Regions from separate parts of the Anser cygnoides genome. Here region 1 is linked to region 2. A link is a contact called in public Hi-C data. All regions are on one chromosome and are shown on one strand. Each heading gives the region's core, a stretch centred on a gene start, on an enhancer-like site or on the middle of the called end of the contact. The rest is flanking DNA. Distances are from core to core; before and after follow the strand shown. Region 1 overlaps TBCK (TBC1 domain containing kinase). Region 2 holds the start of NPNT (nephronectin).

The links. Hi-C and Micro-C count contacts between places; a contact is called where the count stands out from the background.
Region 1: a Hi-C map of granulosa cells shows a contact between it and region 2, with 2.0 times the contacts expected there. The contact joins the enhancer-like site here to the promoter of NPNT in region 2. A contact is called at or near these places in 2 of 7 Hi-C or Micro-C datasets (granulosa cells and liver).

Annotation. Positions count from the first base shown.
Region 1 is chr4:75,226,400-75,231,353 of Taihu_goose_T2T_genome, forward strand. The region is part of intron 23 of TBCK (TBC1 domain containing kinase); the gene reads right to left. Among named protein-coding and RNA genes, the nearest start is that of TBCK, 64 kb to the right of the region's middle. Within about 2 kb of position 1,357, at least 1 of the 3 cell types and tissues checked has open chromatin away from gene starts, as enhancers often do.
Region 2 is chr4:75,099,426-75,104,185 of Taihu_goose_T2T_genome, forward strand. It overlaps NPNT (nephronectin), which reads left to right and starts at 3,193. Exons shown (of 14, transcript XM_066996836.1): 1 at 3,193-3,463; 2 at 4,461-4,561. The coding sequence starts at 3,393.

The DNA.
Region 1 (4,954 bases), core at 107-2,606, 130 kb after region 2:
AAAAGGAAGCATCAGCTGTGCATCACGTTGATTTTAAGACACTAGGAAAGTTTTACTGATGAACTCAGTTTCCCTCCTTCTTTGAAACAATACAGCTTTAGATAGTCCTTTACTAAAGGATATATATTCTATTTTTTTTCTGCCACTGACAACTACAGAGCAGCAAAAACACTAATATGAATGAAACGAAGGAATTTTCTTCCTTTAGTGTTTCACCCATCCCAGCATTACTCTTTAGTCTCAAGAAGGTGGAATCTATAAATAGAAGTGCATGCTGTTCATGTAGCTACAAGTGGCAAACGTGAATAATTAAAGAATTCACGGCTTCAGGTAAAATGGTATCAGTCTTACAGTTTGACACAATAGAACAGTCTTGGTGAGCAGGTGTGCCCGAACAAATTACTCTGCTTCTGTACCAAAGCCAGCTCCCAGCCAACACTTGGCTGTAAGCCATTAAGAAACAAAACAAAACAATAACACAGAAACCCAACAGTTACTAGCAGCTATGCAGTTTCTGCTTCATAGATGCCATCATCTAGTGACAATACATCTTCACGAACTGCATTATAAAATACACCTGCCACCTGCATCTAAAAAAGCCATTTAACATAAGGATGAAGAATACGTTGAAAAGAGGTTTCCATATATATTAGTCTGACCTACATCCTTCAAGAAAAGAAAACTAAAAAAGTGATTTCCTTTTTAAACTCTGATGCCTCTTGATGTTTCCAATCTTTTTTTTTTTCTGGTTATAGTTACAACACTATTATTATGTACATCATATGACAAAGACCAAATTGTTTTTCTTCAGACATACGGTAATTTGAAAAAGCAGCCCAGCTTCACTAATGCCATGATAAATCACCTTGCAGTGTCACCTTCCACAGGGGACAATAGTTTTGAACGTAGGCAAACTACAAAGCTACATGACAAAATTTCCTAGTTGAATTTATGAAAAAAGCTTCCTTTTAGAAGAGCTATTATGATTTCTCTTCCCCAGAGTATTAATCTGAGCAATACAACGTTTTCAAAACTGTATGAAAAAAAGTCAAACCTTATTCAAAACGGTGTACGATCTTGGTTTTTCTACTGCTCACTCACAGATGGAAGACCCCATCGCATCCCTTTCAGTCTATCCACAGTTGGTGTTTTGACCTCCAAGTTCACATTTTTAGCCAAGAAGTGGTGAAACAAATGGAAACCGGCACCATACACCCACAAACTCAGTGTGGGCTTGGTGGCCAAGTGCCATTTATTTCACCTGCCAAATCTTAATTAACTAAACACTGAATCACCAGAAATTCTGTCAAGATAAAAGAGTATGAATTGCAGATGTGTAGGCAAAGTATTTTCAGAATGAAAAAAACAGCGGAAAGTAGAACAGTAGCTATCTAGGGGTTGAATATGTACCTAAAGTCGAGTTCTCTGATGTGCATTTAATTTTGCTGCTGTCAGCAGAAACATCAGTTAAAATTGCACCATGCAATCTCAGTGTAGAATTTCTGTTATTTGTTAATGTTTAGTCCATTTGTGAGCTGGATGTAATATTTTTAAGCATTTATACAACTTTCATCATCACAGAATTAATCATTTTGGCACACTGCTACAATAGAAACAGATATAATTGTTTCTCTCACACTAGAGAAACCCTGTTCCTTGGAGAATCATTTACTTTTGTGGTTTTCTAATAGCTACATCTTCAACTACACATTGCATCTTAAACCCACATGCCTGTATCTCACAAAGCAGAGTCCTCCACATTTCCGCTTCAACAATTTTACTATAGCTCCTCATTGCACTGGACCACTTCTTCACCACCAGTGCTCTGGACTTTGTATCTGATGTTCTTTCTTTGGAGGTGCTGACTAGCCTGAAGACAGCAGAAAGACACCTTTCTAAGCTGCACAGAAATAACATATGAACGCTCCTCACCCCCTAAAGTTTCAGAAGATGAGGTTACTGCAGAAACTAACCTACATATAAGAACATGTTTTATCCCATGTCTAGGCTTGGTGTTTCCTTATTCTCTAATAGCATCTGTTCCCCACCTTATAAGTTGGTGTATCTCTTCTCAAGTCCCAAATGAATAGCTGTATTTCAGTGATGATATCAGCGTGGATCTCTGCAAGAATATCTGCTTGTCAGGCCCTACACTGCACTGATTCAGAGTAGAATTGATCAGGTCTTCAACTGCTTGCAAAGAGTTGTCTGTATCTGGATGCTTCATTCCTCAGTCTGTCTTTCTAACAAAAGGTGCCAGTGACTTTGCACTACTTGTACAGTGGGTAATGAATTTAGTAATCAATTTAAGCTACAGCAATCACCATGTATATTATGCAACTCAAAAACTATTATACATACTGAAATCAAGATGTTAACAACTATGCTATAAGAAAGACTGCACATTTTAAGGTAAAGTTACTTGTACAGTCAGCACTCAATGCATGGCCATCTGGGTCGTAGATTTCTTGATACGAAAGATGCAGACAACCAAACAGGTTTAGTGTAGGTCAGCACTGGTCTGAAAGCAAAGTGCTGCTTCTGTTGGTACCAAATCAGTAGTGCCACCCTTACCATTCTCATTTCCCCTGCCACATCCTCCTGTCGTATGTCAGGCTTAGATAAAAGAAAAACAAACGTAATAATGTACAATGTGTTTGCTCTCTCCACATCACCTAAATGGTCACCTAATGGTTTTATTTGTTTGTGTCAAATAGTACCTCTAAATCTTCCCTGGTAATCACATTGTTCGAACAGAGTTTATACTCAAAGTAGCTCGTCAAACACATGGAGAAAGAAGAAGAAAGAACAAAACAAACAAAACACATGCCTTTGGGCAATAATTTCCTAAACAATCTAATTTAAGCAAGTTTTAGCAGTTGCTGAAATGTCCTCTTTGTGCAGCCCCACCAAGGGCTAGGACATTTGGTATTACAGCAAAGGGATTTTCTGGTGTTTTAGTTGACCAATTCTTTTGTCAAATCCTTCAAATAGGTTTCCTAGTATACGAGAATATTGTTAGAACTAAATACTACTAAAGCATGTGAGAATTCTGAATGGCATATTCCTATAATTTGGAATAATAATGTTAACCACAAGATTAATGAAGAAAACTAAATCTCCTTTGCACAGTGACATGTATAGTTTCTGTTCCCCTTATAAGTATTGGTACAGACAACAGTTTACAGGAGAACTTGGTTAAAACTATGGTTCTCAAACATAGGAACGTATGCCTGAAATATGTTGAGGTATGACTATACCAAGCAACTTACAAGCAGAGGAAAGGGGCACACGTGAACACTGAAGGCTTTGCCATTCAGAAGCTGTAAGCCAAGAAATTCTGAAAAGGTGAAAACACCTGATGAGAGAATACTATTGATGGAAAAAGAAATAAACGAAAAAGCAGAATCGGGACCGTTTTTTATTTCCGTCTGTATAGAGAGTAAGAACAAGCATTTTGAGGAACAGTTTGCAGTGTTTTCCTTGATGTAAAAACTGTAATGTTACAGGCTCCACTAGCAGAAGACAGCACTGCCAAACCTAATTATTAACATGGCTTTTCACTACAGAAACACCTTCAGTGCTACGGTACGGTTATTTTTCTGACTGAATTCCTTATACACAGAGCCAGGAATAACTGTCAACTCTAGCAACTACAAGATTATGGAGAGCAGCAGCAATGATCAATTCTGGAATCAAAGTCTAATTTTATTCATAGAATTAAATCATACCCCTAGCCACTTCAAAACCTCTTTAGAACTGTTTGTTTTTGAAGATTTTTAGGGAAATTCCCAAGTTTTGTACCTAAACTTAGGCAAGAGTTAAAATCCTTATCCAGTTTCAAATTCAGTGCAACTGTCCCTCCAACAAGTAAATAAAACTGTAAGGTTCCCTGCATCACCGTCTCTATTCAGAGAAATTCAGACACATGGAGTTTTGAAGTGTAATGTTTTAATTAACTTTTAATTTTCCCTTCCTGGCTGGAGTTCAATTTTTACATGAAGCCACAAGCAAAGTATGGCAGTCATGAAGCAATATCTGTTTTCAATATTAACAAATAGAGATTTCCACTACAGATTCCAAAAATAGGAAGTGATATCCATTTATACAGATAAAATATAGTCAAGGCTTTGAGAGAAGCATTGCAAAGGGCTTTCAGAATCAAGTAATCAATACCAGCACTGTGCCCCTTCTTTTTCCCCACATCATTAACTTCTCTAAACAATAATCAGAACTGTGTTATGTGCACTGAACTCAACTGTGAACTGCAACCAAGTGAACTGAAAATAAATTTGTGGGTTATTTTTTAAATTAAAATGTATCTTTTTAGTGACAGGTACTGTAAAAACAAGAAATGTTAAAAAAAACATTTCACGAATTTGCAAGATAGAGGTAAAGTAGCTTTATCAGTCTGGAAAGCAAGTCACTTTCACTGGCAGCCTGAGATAAGCCATTCTGGTGCATGGAAAGCTTAAAAACCACAGGAGTTTCAGGCTGTTGAGCAACAATTGATTTTAGATTTAAATTATTGCAGATGTTTAGAACAACATAATCTCTTCCTTGGGGTGACCCAATTCCACGTAAAGGTTGTTTGTAAATTACTTTTAGAAAATTCACACGCATGGTGCAGAATTTATTTTAACCAAAATAACGGAAACCCTGTTTGGAATATACAGGTGACAAAATGCAAAAGCAGTCAAGACATAATAGGAAATAAGACTTGGGTAAGAAAGAGAAGCATAAGGCCATGATAATTTTATGTTCAGAGAGGTTACTGATTACAGAAGTCTCAACTAGACCAATAACATTTCATTTTTAAGTCATGCTAGTGTCATCATCCATGCCTATTCCTTTTTCCCTTAGCAGTCAATTTATGATGTGCTTTGGATTAATCTCCCAACATTCAACTGTGTCACTGTTGACATCCAAAACATTGCAGACATCACAAACACTT
Region 2 (4,760 bases), core at 1,943-4,442:
ACATATGTCATAGCGTGATTTAGTGACTTGGGATAGCATGGTATTTGTGGTTACCATAGTCTCAATGAGGCTGGAATACTTAGACGGAAGGATGGATTTGTGGTTTAAATATGAAATTGGAAAACAGGAGGTCTGTTTCTGTTTTGATGACAGATGACTTGATTTGTGGGAAACATCACTTTCTGTTCCTTAATGTCTGCTTATGTACACTGAGAGTCACAGAAAGTATTGCTTGATTCAGCTGAATAGAGGACTTTATTAATATTTGTAATGCATTTTAAGACACAAAAGAGAAAATTAATATTTAAAAGGGCATTTTGCTAGAGGTAACTAATGCCTCCCTTAAAGAAAAGTTACTTGACCGTAGATTGGCCAAAGGTGGTGTCTGCTACTATTGCATTTATGTCTAATTTACAGCTGCCTGTGACAATGAAGATGAAATTTGAAGTTGCTTCTGTATGACTTGTCATATCAACCATATTCTACCATTCATCATCTCTACCAATATTTGTCATTCTAAAATACCTACCACTGGTACCTTTTCAGCTCTCTTTTCTGTTTTTCTCTTTTCTCTTTTTATTGGTTGTCCAGTCAATACTAGAGAGTATTCCAGAAATTCCCCCCAAGAAAAACCATCCACAAGGGATGTCTTAGAAACCTCTATTTAGCTGAAGTTTTTAACACTGAGACAGCCTGGACATAGTCCTTCTCCAACTGAATTAAAAGAAAGTGGTGTTCGTGCAGAACAATTCCCTGGCATAGAAGGAAGTTCCCTCTAATGAAATGAACCTATGTGAGCATCATTTAATTATAAGCGGGTTTCCTGTTGCTTACATTCTTTCTTAGTTGATGGTACTTATAGTAGCAGTTAAATAATGTTGTAAGCAACTTATATAACAAAGTTTAACACTGTGGTGTACTTTTGGGGGAGAAATACCAGCTACTCTACTAAGTGGTATATTAAACATATTCCTGCATGCTTTGCATGACAGTACAGTAATGCTTACCATCCCAGAAGCAGCGGTTGTCACCACCACCTTTACCCTCCCTGCAGCAGGACTAGCAAGCCCCACTCTTCAGAGCATTTCTCCACTCTCTGCTTTCTTATCACCAAGTGCATCAGACTCTTCCTCTGCTCTCAATGTAGTGTACCTTACCTTGTTAAGAAAACTCCCCTGACATAGATAAAGCATTGCCAAAATAAGTGAATTCAGAAATGGCTGGATATTAGTCCCATTGATGGGTATGGAAGTGCAATATGTGGTCTTCCAGTGTCTGGTAATTTTTTTTTTTTTTCAGGCTGATATTCCAAAACAAATTTTAAAGACAGCAGAAGTTAACCAACAGCAGACATGCCTATTTGAAGTAGGCACCATGTCCCACCAGCACACTAGTATTAACATACAAGAATACCAAACACCGCAGAGGAAATCTGAAATACTGAGTGCAGGCTGGAGAGATTAAGTAATCTTATTACATTTGTGAGTATATGCGCTTTAAAGGAGCAGCATGTGCTTAAAAGTTGCTCTGCACTGAAGTACCACTACAAAATGCAGAGTAGTGTGAATGGATTTGACTTTGACATGTCCTTTTGGACATTCGAGGGAAAGTGTCAGGTTGCCCTAGACCTTTATTCACAATGAAGTTGAAATGTTGCTTTAGGCACCTGTCCTGAATGTGGCTGCAGTGTAATTTGTGGGCATTTTCCTTCTGTGTGTTGGAGAGGTGCAACCAGATGCTGGTACCAGAGAGAAATCCCTGTGGCTATCACATGTAGGATTTATTCCTTTTGCCCATAAAATCTTGACACTAAATTTATTCTGCAAGAGCTGTGGGATGATCCCACATCACGTATGTGAGTGGGGGAAAAATGTAATCAATCAGTCAAGAGCTGGAAATCAACTCTCTATTTCAGCAAGAATCTAATCTCAGCCAGATGCTCTCCTGTCTTTCCCAAATGCTACTGCATTATTGCCTTCAGTGTTTGGTTATCAGCTTCTCCTGATGTGGATGAAGGGAACAAGGTTTGGTCTCTGGTGTAGTTTTTGTCTCTAGCTAAGTCGTCCAGAGGGGTTTGCTATCCAAGCACAGGTAACAAGCATCTTGCAGAATCATCAGCTCTTCACAATTTTTTTTTTCTCTGTCTGAATAGTGTTGGGTTGAGACTGTGGACAGAAAGGTTAGCACAGGGAAAGTATGGTCCTGAAAAGATGACAAAGATTAAGTGAAGGAGCGGAGGGCATTCTGCTGCAAACTTCAGCGATAAGCGGTAAAACTGCTCTGAGAGAAGGTGTAATTTTACAAAGCTCACCAGCACAATTCGTACTTTGTGCAAAAGGTCTTTGCCTTTGCCATGTTGCTTGAATATCTGTGGAGCATTTCGAAGGTGCAAAATGCTCTGAGCAGAACTCCCAGCTCAACCCTGAAGCCTGAAATCATATTTCAGGAAGCTGGCTTCTCAGTGCTCTGTAAAGGGTTTGGCTTTTTGTTACAGCGCAAAGCGGAAGATCTTTGTTTTCGGGGTCTAAGCTGTAGCCTGACCCTTGTGAGAACAGCTGATGAGACTTAGCCCTGACTCGGGCACAAATCAAAACCAATGCTGCAACGTGGTCCAAGCTGTTGGCCCATCTGTCTGTAATCAGAGAGACCTCAGAGCAGCTTTGACCCTAAACTGGTGACAAGTTATTTAAAAGTGTCCCTCAGTAAGTCCCAGAAGTTCAGAGAAATGAACTGGAACTGGCTGCCATATTTCAGGGTTTTAGTGTAGCACACAGCTGGAGTCATCGCTGGTGGTAGTGGTGCGTGGGTCGTGTGGAAACTTGTTGCTTTTTTGTCAGGCCAGGGGCTGGGATGCTGTCACATGGCAACATCAGAGAGATACTAAAAGTATTTAAGCCAGAACAAAACAACGCAAACCTTTAATTCTCTTGGGAAGCATTATACTGGGAGAACTCCGGTGGGCAAAAGAAGGCCACATCGTAACCCTTTCACCTTCCCACACGGACTCCGCTCCCCGGGAGGGCTGCCTGCCTCACCTCCGGACCCAAAAGCACGAACCTCTTCCCCAGCCAACCCCCCCCTTCTTCCTGTCCCCCCCCTCGCCCCCGGGGATGCGGGTCCCCCCGGGGCAGCAGACCCCGGGGCCGGGCCGTGGAGGCGGGCGGCCCGGAGGCGGGCGGCCCGAAACCGGGCGCCCCTACCGGCTGCGGGCGGCGCCGCCGCCCCTCAGCGGCGCCTCCTCCGCACCCAGGGGCTCGCCGCCGCCGCCGCTCCGCAGCTTTCCGCAGTCCAGCCGGGGTCGGCGGCAGCCGGAGCCCCCTCACGGTCCCGCTCCCGCTCCCCCCCCTCAGCGGCACGGTCCCGGGGCGGCGCGGCGGGGAGCCCCGCCGGCCATGGAGCTCTCCCTGCGGCTGCTGCTGGCCTCCTGCCTCTCCCTGGGGGCTGCCGGGGAGTTTGACAGAAGGTAGGAGCCCGGCGGGCAGGGGGCGGCGAGCGGGGGTCGCCTCGGGCACGGCCGAGCCGGAGCCGAGACCGCAGGGTGCGAAATGGCGGCGGGGGGCTCCTTCCGTCCTCCCCGTCCCGAAGTCGGGATTAAAACCGAAGCGCCTGGCGTGCTGGGGAAATAAAAATCGGTTTATTGACGCCTCGAGGCACTTGAAACAAGAGGCGGAGGAGGCTCGCAGCTCAAGTTTTAACGTGAAGCGAGGTGAAAGGGAACGCTTGGAGAGGCGCTGCGCCCGATGCCCGGTGCTGAGCCGCGTCAGGTGTAGCGGCGGTGCCACTCGGAATGCCTCGGGGTGCCCACAGAGCCGTGCCGGGGGCTCCGGGGCCCCTCTGCCAACATTGCTCCCTCGGGTCTGCTCCGCTGAACTGCTTGCTTTACTCTAGTTTGTCCTTAAGAAGCATTAACAACTCCCGACAATACTTCGGAACTGCCTAAGACTGCGTGCTCTCTTTTTTTCCTTTTGCATCTATTCACTCTTGCACTAGCTCTCCTTTTGTATTTATACACTTTAACAGTACAAGAAGCTTTAGTTTTGATTTATTTTTTTTTTTTTCCTTCAGTGAGAAAATGTGGCGATACGCTGTGAAAAAAAATCAATGCTGACACTCTGTGATGGTGTTTTATTTCCCATCATAGATCCTCTGTTCCAAACTTCTGGAACTGTTTAATGCCGACCTGCGAGCGGCAGCAGTGAGCATGTTGCAAAGCACGTCAATTGTTTCAGGCTTTACAAAGTTAGTCTAATTATCTCTTCCCCTTTTTGCCTATAGCTATTTACAATTTCCCACCTGCATGCTGTTTTAATGACAGGAATATCATAGACTCAACCCAGAGCAGTTCTTGTTTACCACAAAAACCTCTGTGCGGGAAAGATTTTTTTTTTCTTCATGTGTTTTTCTTTATATGGAATGGTTTCAAAACATTTCACCAGACTTTTTTGAAATGTCTTGTTCAGGTGGCCCAGACAAATAGTCTCTTCCACAGGACTGTGCCGGTTTGGAAGTAGAATTGACTGCTGCTGGGGCTGGGCCCGTTTGGCTTGGGGACATTGCCAACGTGAGTATCGTTGCTGCTGGGGCTTCTAGACACTCGTAGGAAAGGCTTGTACACACCTAGTCCTATCTTTCACATGTTCACACACCGTTTTATACTGCAGGGCGTAGGCTTTTGCATGTGTGAGTCTGATCTACTTAAAAGGATGTTGTCAGGCTAAAATTCAGTCTATTATTAACGGTTCTAAAAATGATCGCAATCA